Regions from separate parts of the Hordeum vulgare genome. Here region 1 is linked to region 2. Evidence: chromatin contacts called from public Hi-C data. All regions are on one chromosome and are shown on one strand. Each heading gives the region's core, a stretch centred on a gene start, on an enhancer-like site or on the middle of the called end of the contact. The rest is flanking DNA. Distances are from core to core; before and after follow the strand shown. Region 1 holds the start of LOC123447396. Region 2 holds the start of LOC123447385 (outer envelope protein 64, chloroplastic).

Region 1 (5,922 bases), core at 1,264-3,763, 590 kb before region 2:
TTAACTAAAATTCAATGTATTGATACTTTTTCCCACACACCAATTTGGGAACGGAGACGACTATTTTACTCAGAGAACTTTGTTCTGGATGAAGATAATGCATAAAAAGGCGTACAATGAGAATGGAGAGGCAAGAAAAGTGGACAGACAATTAGAATTCCTTCATATTGTTCTAAACTAGTGGTCCCATTAAAGGTTTGGCCAATTATTACTATAGACAGTAGGCAACAATGAGCACTTGAGTTTTTTTTCGGGTGAACACTGAAGGTGAATGCGGATTCCACACCTGGGTGCATCTGCATCATTTCGAAACTGCACTTTTTACATTCCAAACATACATGTACAACATGCTATGACATGTACACTTGCAAAAACATTATGAAAGTATGATCATTTGTAAATTGCACCACAGATGTGTACATATAGTTGCTCGATTTGAAACGTTCTCGTCTTATTTGGACAGTAGACATGTAGCTATGTTTTTGCACGAAATTTTGCAAATGCATATGTAGTACAAGTGTGGGGTTTTTTTCAGTGCTGCAGAGTATTTTTAATAAACCGCAACTGCACCCATGTGTATGAAGCCAATTCCCTACTGAAGCTGCCTTGGTTGAATGGCTCTTGTGTGAGTGGGGATTGTGCGAAAATTGATCTAACAAATGTGGGCAGATTATTCGTCTAGAATTCCAGATATAAACTGAGCAAGGTAGAAAGTTACAAGAATAATGAGCTGGAAGCACTAACATATATCATTATCATGACAGCTTTCACCTGTGCTGGTTACCTAGTCAGGAGAAGAATCTACAATCTAACAGGATAAACTAGAATAATTTCAGACAAACTTTTTTAAGATAATGTAAGCAAGCAAACGGGCAAACCCAGTTAAATCCATGCCTGACATTGCATCTAAATATGTGTAAAAAAGGAAAGTACGTTGCTACTATGTAGGCAACAAAAAAGGAGAAAATATCTTACCTAAAATTGTCAACAAGAATAATCACTTCAAATGTCAGCAGAGGAAGGAACACGATCTTCATATCAACAGCTGGATGATTCTTAACTGTGGAAGAACAAAGGAAAGACAAGGTGGGGTCAGAAAATAGAGCAGGGACAACAATAACACCAAACCATAAGATATGATTTGACAAAGGTTCATTCATCTAGCAACTTGAGAATGTACCTCTTAAACTTTCAAGATAGATGCAAAGAAGCAGCTCGAAGGCGATTAGCAATGGCGCTGCAACAACCGAATGACAAGGAGCCCACTACACGCAGGGCACAGGCTTATCAGATCCAATGCACGGCAAAACAAACAACACAAAAATAACTGGCCAAATCGGTACTAAATAAATCTTACATGACGCCCATGAGGCAATGAAGGGGCTGGCATTGAAAACCTTCCACGGGCGGCGACGCCATGAAATAGCCACAGCGGGATGAATATAACCCTGGGCAATCGAAATAAGAAGGCAATTAAACAATTGATATTAACTTTGTCACTGCACAGTACAGTTGTGTTGCCTTGATTAGCTATGTACAGTACAGCTGGGTTGCCTTGATTAGCGATGTACAGAACAGCTGGGTTGCCTTGATTACATTCTATCTATCTATTGATAAGAGCTCCAGACTTGCTAGAAACACATGGCCATTGTGAATTAGCAAGATCTCAAAGCTACGGAACCCAGCAGGAAAGCCACAATCAGAGGCGCACCGGGTAGCATGAGCGGAGTTCCAGCCTGAAACACGGGCGGGCACAACCTAAAACCAAATTGCCCGTCTCACTGAACTGCCACCAACCCATCCGTAACCAGAGTAATAATAGTACTACTAATTCGCCGAGAACAGATCAGTGCGCCGCCCGGATCGAGCGGGCACACGGGAACTCGCCCCGCGGAGCGAATCCGAGGAATCCGCGGAGCGAAACCCTCCGGAGTGCACACCGCATCTGCATCCCCCCCGCGGGAACGGAGTAGCTGCAGCTCGCCCCCGCAAACAGCCGCACCAACCGAATCAGATCGACGCGGCGGGGGGAGCCGGGGGCGGGCGGGGAGGGAGGGAGGGGTAGCTGGCCGGCTAGGGTTTACGGGGCGTACCACCAGGAGGAGTCGGTGCGGCCGTCGACCCGGAGCGCGAGGAGGAGCGTGAAGCAGAAGAGCGCGGCGTGCGCCGCCGCCGCCTGCGCCGTCTTCCCCACCCCCGCCCACGTCTGCGCCCGCCGCCGCTGCATCCCTCCCTCTCCCCACCCAAGCCCCCCACTCCTCTCCTCCTCCCTCTCCTCTCAGCTCCGCCCGTGCCGGCGCCCGTGGTGGGTTGTCAGGGTGTGGGGAGTAATGGGGGATAAAGGGAACGACACGGACTCACGGAGGAGGAGGAGGAGGGAGGGGAGGGTTTCTCTCCTTGTTTACTCTTTGGCGCTGGACTATGATTGCTGATTAACAAACAGACAGACAGAACAGGGGTGGTGGTGCGATCCTCCCTCCCTTTCCCTTTGTCTGCGCCTCCGGTGTTATCTCGGCAAGTTTTCCGGTGGTATATCGGGGAGGACGGAACGGATTGGGTTGGGCCGGGTCGGATCGGATAGGGCGGGCGCGCCCGCCCGTCGCTCGGGGAAGCCGACGAGCTGGATATTTTTCTTCTTTATCCACCGTAGATTCCTACCATTTGTTTAATCTTCCATTCGCTCGTTGGTGGCTCCGCCCGCCCGCCCGGCCGCACCTCCCGTCAGCGTCGCGTGCACGGCACGCCCGCTCCGTCCACCGTCACTCACGCGCGGCGCAGCACAGCACGCACGCATGACGCCCTCCCGGCGCCGGCGACCGGCGGACGGGGCGACGGCGGCGGTGGCGCGTTATGGTTCTGGGACGGACGGCGACGGGCCAGGTGACGACCAATCATGCGTCGGGCTAGCCATGATGCAGTCGGCTGCTGCTGTCTTCAGATGGATTGGGGATAACCAACCGCCGGAAAAGGCGCGTCTCGGATTAGGAAATTTATTACTCCTAGTCCTTGATGAAATGCTTCCATCGTGACGTCGACCATCCTTGCGTGCCCAACCCATCCTACCCCGGAGTTCCTGTACGTACTAGTACCTCGTCTCGTCGGTTCGAGCACGGATTACACTTGCGGTGGTCCCGCTAGAGTAGTGTTTTCGACATCTGAAACACTTGAATGAGTTGCACAAACACAGATCATTATTGTTAGGATTTAAACTAATTATGTTAATTAGGGAATAATCCTCACTTGTACAGAAACGCTTCGTGCGGTTCCTAGTCAACCGACGCGGCGGTTTTCCCACGACCCCCACGAGCGGACGCATCCGTTCGTGACGACGGTTCCATGTGTATTTAATCTTCACAGATCATCAATAAAAGAGACAGTTCATTCAAAACACGTTATCAACCCGTAACTCTACCGAGAGCAGAGAAAAGGCAAAACAACTCCTGCGAGAGTCGCCGAGACAAAGAAGACAGAAGGGAGGAAAGGAGAAGGTAAGAGGATGCCTCGTGGTCTCCTATCCTTCTTCCTGCACATCGTTCGTGACGGCGGTCGACGTCGACAAAGCCGTCGCCGTCGCCATGATGTTGATGGACTTCGCCGCCACAACCGCCACGCCCGCGATCTCCGCCGGTTCGGTGACCATCGGAACGGTTTCCGCCGCCGTGCACCACGTCTTAGGCATGGCGCCCGTGGTCGTCACGGTGCTGGGCCTTCCGGTGCTTCGCGTGAACCGGCGCCGCTCCCGGCATGGATCCTTGCCGGACCGGCTGCTCCGATGAAATGGTCCTTAGGAAATTTATTACTAGTCCTTGATGAAATGCTTCGATCGTGACGTCGGAGTACCTGTATACCGCGTCTCGTCGGTTCGAGCACGGATTACACTTGCGGTGGCCCCGCTAGAGTAGTGTTTTCGACATCTGAAACACTTGAATGAATCGCACAAGCACAGATCATTATTATTGTACGGCGGCCGGGTGCGCAGTACTGTGGTAGGTACAGTACAGTACGTTGAGTGCTGGATCGAGGGTTGTAAGAAGGTGCTTGGATCCATAGGACTAAAACTAGTCTGACTAAAAATAGTCTCTTTGAGAGGTTAAAGTTTCAATCACCCCTGACTAAAGTGGGACTAAAACTAGTCTAGAGACTAAAATCTTTTAGTCACATGAACCCCTACTAAAATATGCATTAGTCATCTCTCTCCTCATTTAACTCATCATGCAAGTTCTGGATTGGAGGGTTTGGAGGATAATAAATGCTCATTAACTTGATTTTAGTCTCTTTAGTACTTGGATCCAAGCATGGGTGAGGCTAGCAAGTTTTAGTCTCACTACTTTTAGTCATGAGACTAAAACGTATCCAAGCACCCTCTAAGATGCCGCCCGTGGAGCCCTTTGGCGTGTCTACCAAGTGCATGCATCTTTTTTTATAATGGTTTTGCAACAACGGTGGCACTCAATAGCAGACGTTTTATACTAGGAGGAGTAGCGTCGGAATCTTAAACTCGAAATTATGGGGATAGTGATAGTGATAGCAAGCCTACATCATAAGCTTATCGCGAGATCTTTCACTAGGTTACTTAAGCAGTTGTCGCACTATCTTTTAATGACCAGTACTGGATAATTACTTGTGCGTTGCGGCAAAGTCGTACTATGTTGGGTCTGACGATATGTTAACAATTCAGATTAGACAGAAGGGCATGTATCAGGGCGGCATGGCCTCACGTAGCCGTTGTCTTTTTTTCCAAACAAAAGCTTAGGGTTACGCTGCCTTTCATCGACGCCGTGGTCCGTCCTTTTTTGTTTCCGATGGCCTTAGGAGTATGTGGTGTTCTTAGCCCTTGAGAATCGGAGGGCTTCAATGCTTCATTTTTGGCTGTGTTTTTATTTTTATGAGAGTTTAGGCCAACTCCACCGCACGATCTCAAACGGACGTCCGGTTTGACCGGATTTTCTCCGTTTGTGACGGCAATGGGTTCGCCCATGTCCGCTTCTGTCTGTTGGGTCGTACATGCGTCCACCGCGCGGCCGCATCCTAAATCATGTCCGTGTTGGACGTGATTAAAAAATAGAAAAACTTAACTAAAAAGTAAATAAACGTAGTTAAAAAACTTAAAGCGTAACATTAACATAAAAAACGGCCTAGTTTTCACGGCCACAAAACGGCCCAGTTTGACATAATTAACATAAAAAAACGTCGATGTCGTGGCCGTCGCCATCTTCACTGGCCGCCGATGTCGTCGTCGTCGTCACTGACGAGGTCGACGTAGGCCGGCGGCGTCCAGAGGTGGGCCGGCGGTCCGTGGTGCGCGGGGGCGGGCTGGAAGCTGACAGGTGCCTGCAACACCTCCTCCCGTGGCGAGGCGTCCCGCTCCGGTGACCGCGGCGGCGTGGGGCACCAGTTCACGCCCCCCACTGCATGCGCCATCTCTGGCGCCGTACACGACCAGCTCCACTGCTGGCCCACCAGATCCGAAGGGAACGCGGCCACCGGGGCGTCCTCCATCACCTCCTCCTCCTCCATCAGCTCGGGGATGGCGATGTCGCCGGCCGCAGAGGGGGCCATAGCATCCTCTAGGCCCGGCCATTGGCGTTCATCATGCGTCATCATGGAGTCCTCCATGACACGCTGCATGAGTCGGGCCTCCTCTTGCGCTGTCATGCGAGGAGGTGGAGGTGGTGACAGAGACGGGGAAGGCGACGGCGTGGGCGTGAGGCCGCGCAGCCGTGTACGCCCCGCGCACCTTCCGTGGCCGTCGCGGCCCCGACACCATGCCGGCGAAGCAGGAGGTGCGCCGCACGTCGTGCTCGTCCCTGAGCCACGTGTTCTAGAGGGTGGAGTCGGCGGCGTACCTGTCGTCGTAGTACAGGTCGTCGGGGAGGAGGCGGCGGCGGCGCTCGATCTCGTCGTGGCGCGCACGGCCGCTCG
Region 2 (6,454 bases), core at 1,158-3,657:
AAAGGACATATTTTTGGATCAGGGAAGTATGCCACAAGCATATATTGATGCTTATTTATATAATACATTCAAGGATGGCTGCGAGGTACCAACCATCTATTCGGAATTTTGGATAAACAGCTTCCACCCGTGGCGACAGGGTTGCAGGGAAATAGCTTTTCCTCTAGGAAACACATATAGCCCATGACAAAATATCCAGAGAATACCTCAAGTACTAAAGTTCATTTTGGGCAACATTTAAAAGATAGGTGTTAGTTTTTTAGAATTGCTATAGCGCTATAGCAATTAACAAATACATCTACCTTTTAAAAGTTTAATTGTACATATTACAGTTACTGAAAGCTGATCCTATTTGCAATTATGCGGATTTTACTTTAGAGATATATAATTGTGGTTGATTTTTGCCCACAAATAGGGCCAATAACTACTTCAGGCAAAGGAGTCAGCGGACCATAAAGAGTAGAATATGAAAAGCTAGGACCATTTTAAACAGAACAAAGAAGGTCAGCATTTTAGGCTTTGAGTTGGTCCAGGTGAGAAAATGTTCTGAAAACTATGAAACTATGGTGTTATCAACATAATCAATCCATATGTTTGTTGAAGAACTTAATAATTAAGTCTCCGTTCATTTTATCAAACAGGGCACAAGCATGTGTGCCGCAATGATTTCACAACAGCATCACCAAACTGAATTTTAAGTTTTAAAACACAAGTCATGAGTCACCCCACAAGCCCTCACCATTGGGAAACAAAACCACGCACAGTTACAGCCTTAGATTTTAAAAACGAAAACGCCTTTAGTTGATTAAGGAAGTTCAAGAAAATTGTTTAGAATCTGGAAATCTGTTGATGTTCAAGTATCACCAATGTCAGAAAACAGAAATGTCGCTTCAAATGTCACTTCATGGTAGAGTCATTGACATGCCAGTAAACAAATTCAAAGCAAAATGTGATTTAAAGACTAAGAACAAATACCAAACCATCTCCACTAGTTCTTTTTTTTCCTGAGTAGCACCCCAAATTTGTTTGAGGATTTAAATCTGGCAGATAAGAAATTACGAGTATCTAACAGGGTGTTAAGTATGTTTCTACAAGAGGCTGCTTATGGAAAAGAGAGAGTGGAAGGTCAGGATGCAACTGAGCATGTTAGCATCAACAGATGACTGCCGCAAGTCCCAATGCTTGCCACATTAGCAACTCTTCAACGGATAACGGGGAAGATTGTTTCAACAATCACCAACGAGCACATAAACCAATATGTTCGGTGGAGGAAACTGAAGGGGTGAAGTTCACCCCCTACCAAAAATGTGCTTCTGAAACCAGCAGTAGATGCCTAAATTAGTCTGTCCTATAAATAGTTTGTGATCTTCCCTCAACCTCAATCTTAACTCCCAAAATTCGCTCTAGCAACTCATAATTGGCATGGCAAACCTAACAAGATAAATTTCATGAAGAAAAGGTACTATGACTCATTATTATTATGTCAGATATTGTATTGTCTATGGATTCTAGCGCCTTGTAGTATAATAAACCACACCACGAGCCAGGATGCATGCTGAAACTACTGAGCTGCCTAGTTCTAGCGTAGTAGATTGTTGGGTAACTGTGATAGATAATACCATAACTGTTGTATCTAATACTACCAACATTCATGTGCTCTTGCAGGGCACTGTTTTCCTTTTTGGCGTCGGCCATTAAAAAGTTGGAAAGTCATCCACGAAGCTGTCCCATGCGAGGCAGAGGCATTAGAGTCATTCAAACGGCAAAGAAACAATTCAGCACATACAATGCATCAATGGTTCCATGCTGAGCAAATCCCATCACCACGACCGACTGGTAACCAGCAGCACAAATCCAATCCCCGTAAACAACAATACCGAATTAACGCTGGCGTGGCGCGATCGAATCATCACCCAAGCTATGCTAAACAAGTCGCCCCCTGCCTAACCCAATCCGGGCTAGAACCTGTCGCCGGCCAAACACGAAGGGGGGAGGGAGGGAGGGGGGGCGAGAGCTTACGCGTCGGCGATGGCGAAGCAGAGGTCGGTGAGGGGGTGGCGTGCCTGGGGCGGCGGGGGCTGGGGAGGCGGCAGGAGCTCGAGGCGCGACACGAAGGCGCCGTGGTCCGGGCGGGCCGGCCGCTTGAGCCGCTTCGCCGCCAGGAGGACGCCGGCGATGCCGAGGCCCAGCAGCACCCAGAGGTTGGCGGCCGTCGAGGACGCCATGCGCCTGTGTAGCGGGCCGTACGCTCCGAGCGGGCGGGGGAGAATTCGAGGGCTAGGGTTTTTAGGGGGCGGGGGCGGGGGCGGGGGTTTTGAGGCGAGGGCGGTGGGGAGGAGGAAGACGGCGAGAGGCCCGGAAGGAGAAGGCGGCTGCGTGGTGGATGGATAACAAGCGCCGTGGGGGTCCCGTGGGCGCTGTTGGCTTCGCGGAGGAGCTATATACCACGGGCGACACCAAAGCTGAAATTCCTTCCAACAGAGGAACATCTCTTGTCTACCGAAAGGAAAACCTAGGTGATGGGAGTTTTCCGGTGAATTTTGAAAACCTGGTTTGCTTGCTTTTTCGCTTGAATTTCAAAGGGAACATTTTAGTTTCTTCATAAGCCTTTTTTACGGGAAGAACTTTTGATCTATTCATCGGCACCGGAGGTAGCGTAACTTACCATCTAGCAGCGACTACAATTATTGAAAAATCACGCACTCTAAGACCTCTTTCAACGCAAATGTGCTTAGATGAGGTGCTACGTGTATTCAATGTCTTAGATGAGTTGTGCCTATTTGGCAGACTTAGCACTCGTACTCCCTTCGTTTTTGTCTACTCTGCATATTAGAGTTGACTACAGTCAAATTAAATAAAGTTTGACTAAGTTTATAAAAAAAAATACTTACCGTAACAAATTCATATAATGTGAAAGTAAATTCAATAATGTATCTAATGGTATTGATTTGTTATTGTATATGTTAATATATGTGTCTATAAACTTTGTCAATGTTTATAAAGCTTGACTTTGACCAAAGCTAATGCGTCGAGTAAGTAAAAACGAAGAGAGTACATGATGAAGCATTGGGAGAAGCCTAAATGGTTCTAATCCGATAAAGTAAATACACTTTATCTTTTAAAAGCACTTGTATTGCTCATTTGTGTTGAAGTCAAAACTCTGTGAGCCATTTGATGGCAAATTATGGCAAGGGCGCAAGGCTCAAGGTCACATTGCCATTTGGTTAGGGTTAGCACCCGCTAAGGCCATCACACTTTGCCAAACTAAATGTAACCTTGCTATGTACTCTAAAAATATGTAACCTTTCTAACTGGGCAATACAAGTATTTTTTGGAAAAAAAGTATATGGGATGCCTTTACAATGCAAGAAGTAGCGGAGCTAGAGATGTGTTTGGTTGCCTCCACTAGGCCCAACCAGGCCCGCGCGGAATGAATATGGGCTGTTTGGTAGCATGCATTCACTGTTTGACCCGCATAGCACGAACCTCAAAGCACCTCTCAGCCAGGCCCGCTGGGAACGGTCGAATCGGCTGTTTTTTGCGAGCTAGGCTTGAGCGATGCAGGGGAGGGGAACGCCACACCGGCCACACAGGGGAGGGTGATGGCGAGAGCGATGGCGCATCTTCGAAAAAGCAGCGCGACGAATTTGAGTCACCGCCCGCCGATTCGGTCACCCTATATATCGAGGGTGACCGCGGCGGCAAAACTCCCTCCACCATTTCCCCCCTCTCGAGCTTTCCTCCGACGCGGATCCGTTTCCATGATGAGGTAAGCGGTGCAACAACTCCGACGACCGGTGACTGCGGCGGTGGGTCCTCCTCCTCCTCTCCAACGTGCCAGGCGCCTCCTCCCCGGTCGTTCCGATGGCATGTGTAAGTTCAATCATCACCTCCTCTCTTTACTAGTTCTAGCTAGATCTTTCCATATGGTAGGGTTAGGCCGTCTGATCTGTTTGACTGTGATGTTCTAGCAGCTAGTTGTGATGGATTTGGAGCATGCTGGGGGTTGTTTCCATGTGGGCAAGTGTTGGTAGCTAGTAGTCATGGATGTTTTGCTGGTAGCGTGCAAGTGTTGGACAAGATCATGACGCTTACATTTGTAGGATATGACCACACAAATGCAAGAGATTAGTCAGGCCCTCGTGCTGCCCGAGAGCCAATTTTCGTCATCCTGTGTCGAGGACTCCCGGCCTCCTATGGAACAAATGCCTCTTGATTCAGAGGTTTTCGAGGTGCCGCCTACGGTTCGTTCATTTGTGCTAGTTGAGCCCAATGTTGTTGCTCACTTATGACCCACAAGTGTAGGGGGTCTATCGTAGTCCTTTCGATAAGTAAGAGTGTCGAACCCAACGAGTAGCAGAAGGAAATGACAAGTGGTTTTCAGCAAGGTATTCTCTGCACGCACTGAAATTATCGGTAACAGATAGTTGTGCGATAAGATAATTCATAACGGGTAGCAAGTAACAATAGTAATGTTAGAGCATATATCTCCATACGTGGTTTTGGTAATTGATGACAATTCCTATGGACTAATGGTTGCCTTAAGTTATATTTATAGGATTTGTCCATAGGCACTTCTTGAAGTCCATCTGTTGGGTTCAAGGAGTTTATATGATGACCAAGGTGGTATTCAAGGTATTATCCAAAGAATGGTCATAGAGACACAAGGTTGATCAAGATCTCAGACAAAGAGTAAATCAAGATGATCAACACACAAAGCGTACAAGATGTACCGAGAGGGATCAAGTGATCCCATGGTATGGTAAGCATTGTCCATTACGTGTTTGTGTACTAACCCATGGTCTTCGTGAGAGTTCTATGTGGGGGTTAGGTGTGTTTCCATGGCTTGCGTCAAAGAGAAGATCTCATACAACCCATGAAGTATGACGTCAAGTTGTGATTGTCATCAAGATTGCGATGTGCAAGTTCAAGTGGATCAGCACGAAGATATCATGCTTGAAGCTTGCCGTCCATTTGGTGGCAATGGACTTGTGAAGATATGTTGAAGAGTGGCTCACCCATAGTGAGTATGGGGGAGCAATCAACTAGTCTTCATCAAGCCAACGCAATCAAGAAAGGTGGTCCATCTTGAGGAAGTCAAGATCATCATCATCTAGCTCAAGAGGACGAGGTGCAAGGTATAGGTTTGCCCTTGATAGGTTTTCTGGTTAGGATAGATTGTTGTACTATCAAGGGGGGCTCTCAAGTGAGTAGCTTGATCGTATCATTCGTTGAGAGCTCAAACCATTTGCATCCTTGCATCATACTTCTTGGTTCTTGTTTGGTGTTTCTCTTTGTGAGTTTTAGAGCTTATGGTCATCTTCGTGACAAGCTCGAGTTCATCGAAAACGGAGTCCATATGCATCTATATGCTGTTTTCGATGTTGGAGTTTTTGCCGGTTCTTCATTCATAGAGGACTCACATCTCTATACCATTGACATTTTCATATCTGCATGGTCTTAAGATTTGCTGTTTGGATAGCTCTTGTCGTCCTGAATCCAACAAGCTTGGGTTTGCTCGATTCGGAGCTCGTATGCGAAAGTTATGGCTGTTTCAGTGGCGAGCGGTAGTACCGCTGGACCTAGCGGTAGTACCGCTAGAGTTGGCGGTAGTACCGCTGGCTGGCGGTAGTACCGCCCCTGGTCAGCGGTAGTACCGCTCCAGGAGCTTAGTACCGCCTGCCTAGCGGTTGTTCGTGGACGGACCTTTTTGCGAAGACTTTCTTGGCGGTGGTAGTGCCTTTGAACTACCAGGGGCCCAGCGGTAGTACCGCTGGCGATAGTACCGCTAGCTGGCGGTAGTACCGCTGCAGTCAGCGGTAGTACCGCTGGAGTGCCAGCAGTAGTACCGCTGCGGCCAGCGGTAGTACCGTTGGAGCTCGGGCAGAGAGTGGGGGTAACGGTCTAATTCCTTCCCCCACTATATAAAGGGGGTCTTCTTCCCCCTTGGCCTTATCCATTTGTTGAGCTCTTGTTCTACCTCCATTGTTGACATTCTTAGAGCTTGCTTACTCTCAATCCCTCCAATGATTCTTGCTTGTTCCCGAGGGAGAAGAGAGAGGAGATCTAGATCCACATCTCCACCGATCACTTTCTCCTCTATGTGAGGGGAACCCCTTGGATCTTGATCTTGGAGTTCTTTGTGAGCTCCTTGTTCTTCCTCTCATATTTCTCCATAGCTTTCGTTGTTGTGGAGGGATTTGAGTGTGAGGGACTTGACCACTTCGTGTGTTCTTGCCATTGCATTAATTGCATCGGTTTGAGTTCTCCACGGTGATACATGGAAGTGAAGTTTGAGAAGCTTATTACCTTTGGTACTTAGTACCCTAGATATTGTTCTTCGCGGATGCTTTGGCGTCCTAAAAGCTTGGTGCTGTCTCGGAGCTCAATCATTGTGGTGTGAAGCTCCGGGCAAGCGTCGGGGTCTCCAATTAGGTTGTGGAGATTGCCCCGA

What was found. Hi-C and Micro-C count contacts between places; a contact is called where the count stands out from the background.
Region 1: a Hi-C map of seedling shows a contact between it and region 2, with 2.6 times the contacts expected there. The contact joins the promoter of LOC123447396 here to the promoter of LOC123447385 in region 2. A contact is called at or near these places in 2 of 6 Hi-C or Micro-C datasets (leaf and seedling) and 1 of 1 datasets of contacts at active chromatin or transcription factors (embryo).

Annotation. Positions count from the first base shown.
Region 1 is chr4H:15,650,788-15,656,709 of MorexV3_pseudomolecules_assembly, reverse strand. LOC123447396 reads right to left here and starts at 2,513. Exons shown (of 14, transcript XM_045123992.1): 1 at 2,094-2,513; 2 at 1,358-1,448; 3 at 1,181-1,265; 4 at 976-1,060. The coding sequence starts at 2,227.
Region 2 is chr4H:15,062,326-15,068,779 of MorexV3_pseudomolecules_assembly, reverse strand. LOC123447385 (outer envelope protein 64, chloroplastic) reads right to left here and starts at 2,407. Exons shown (of 13, transcript XM_045123982.1): 1 at 2,020-2,407. The coding sequence starts at 2,225.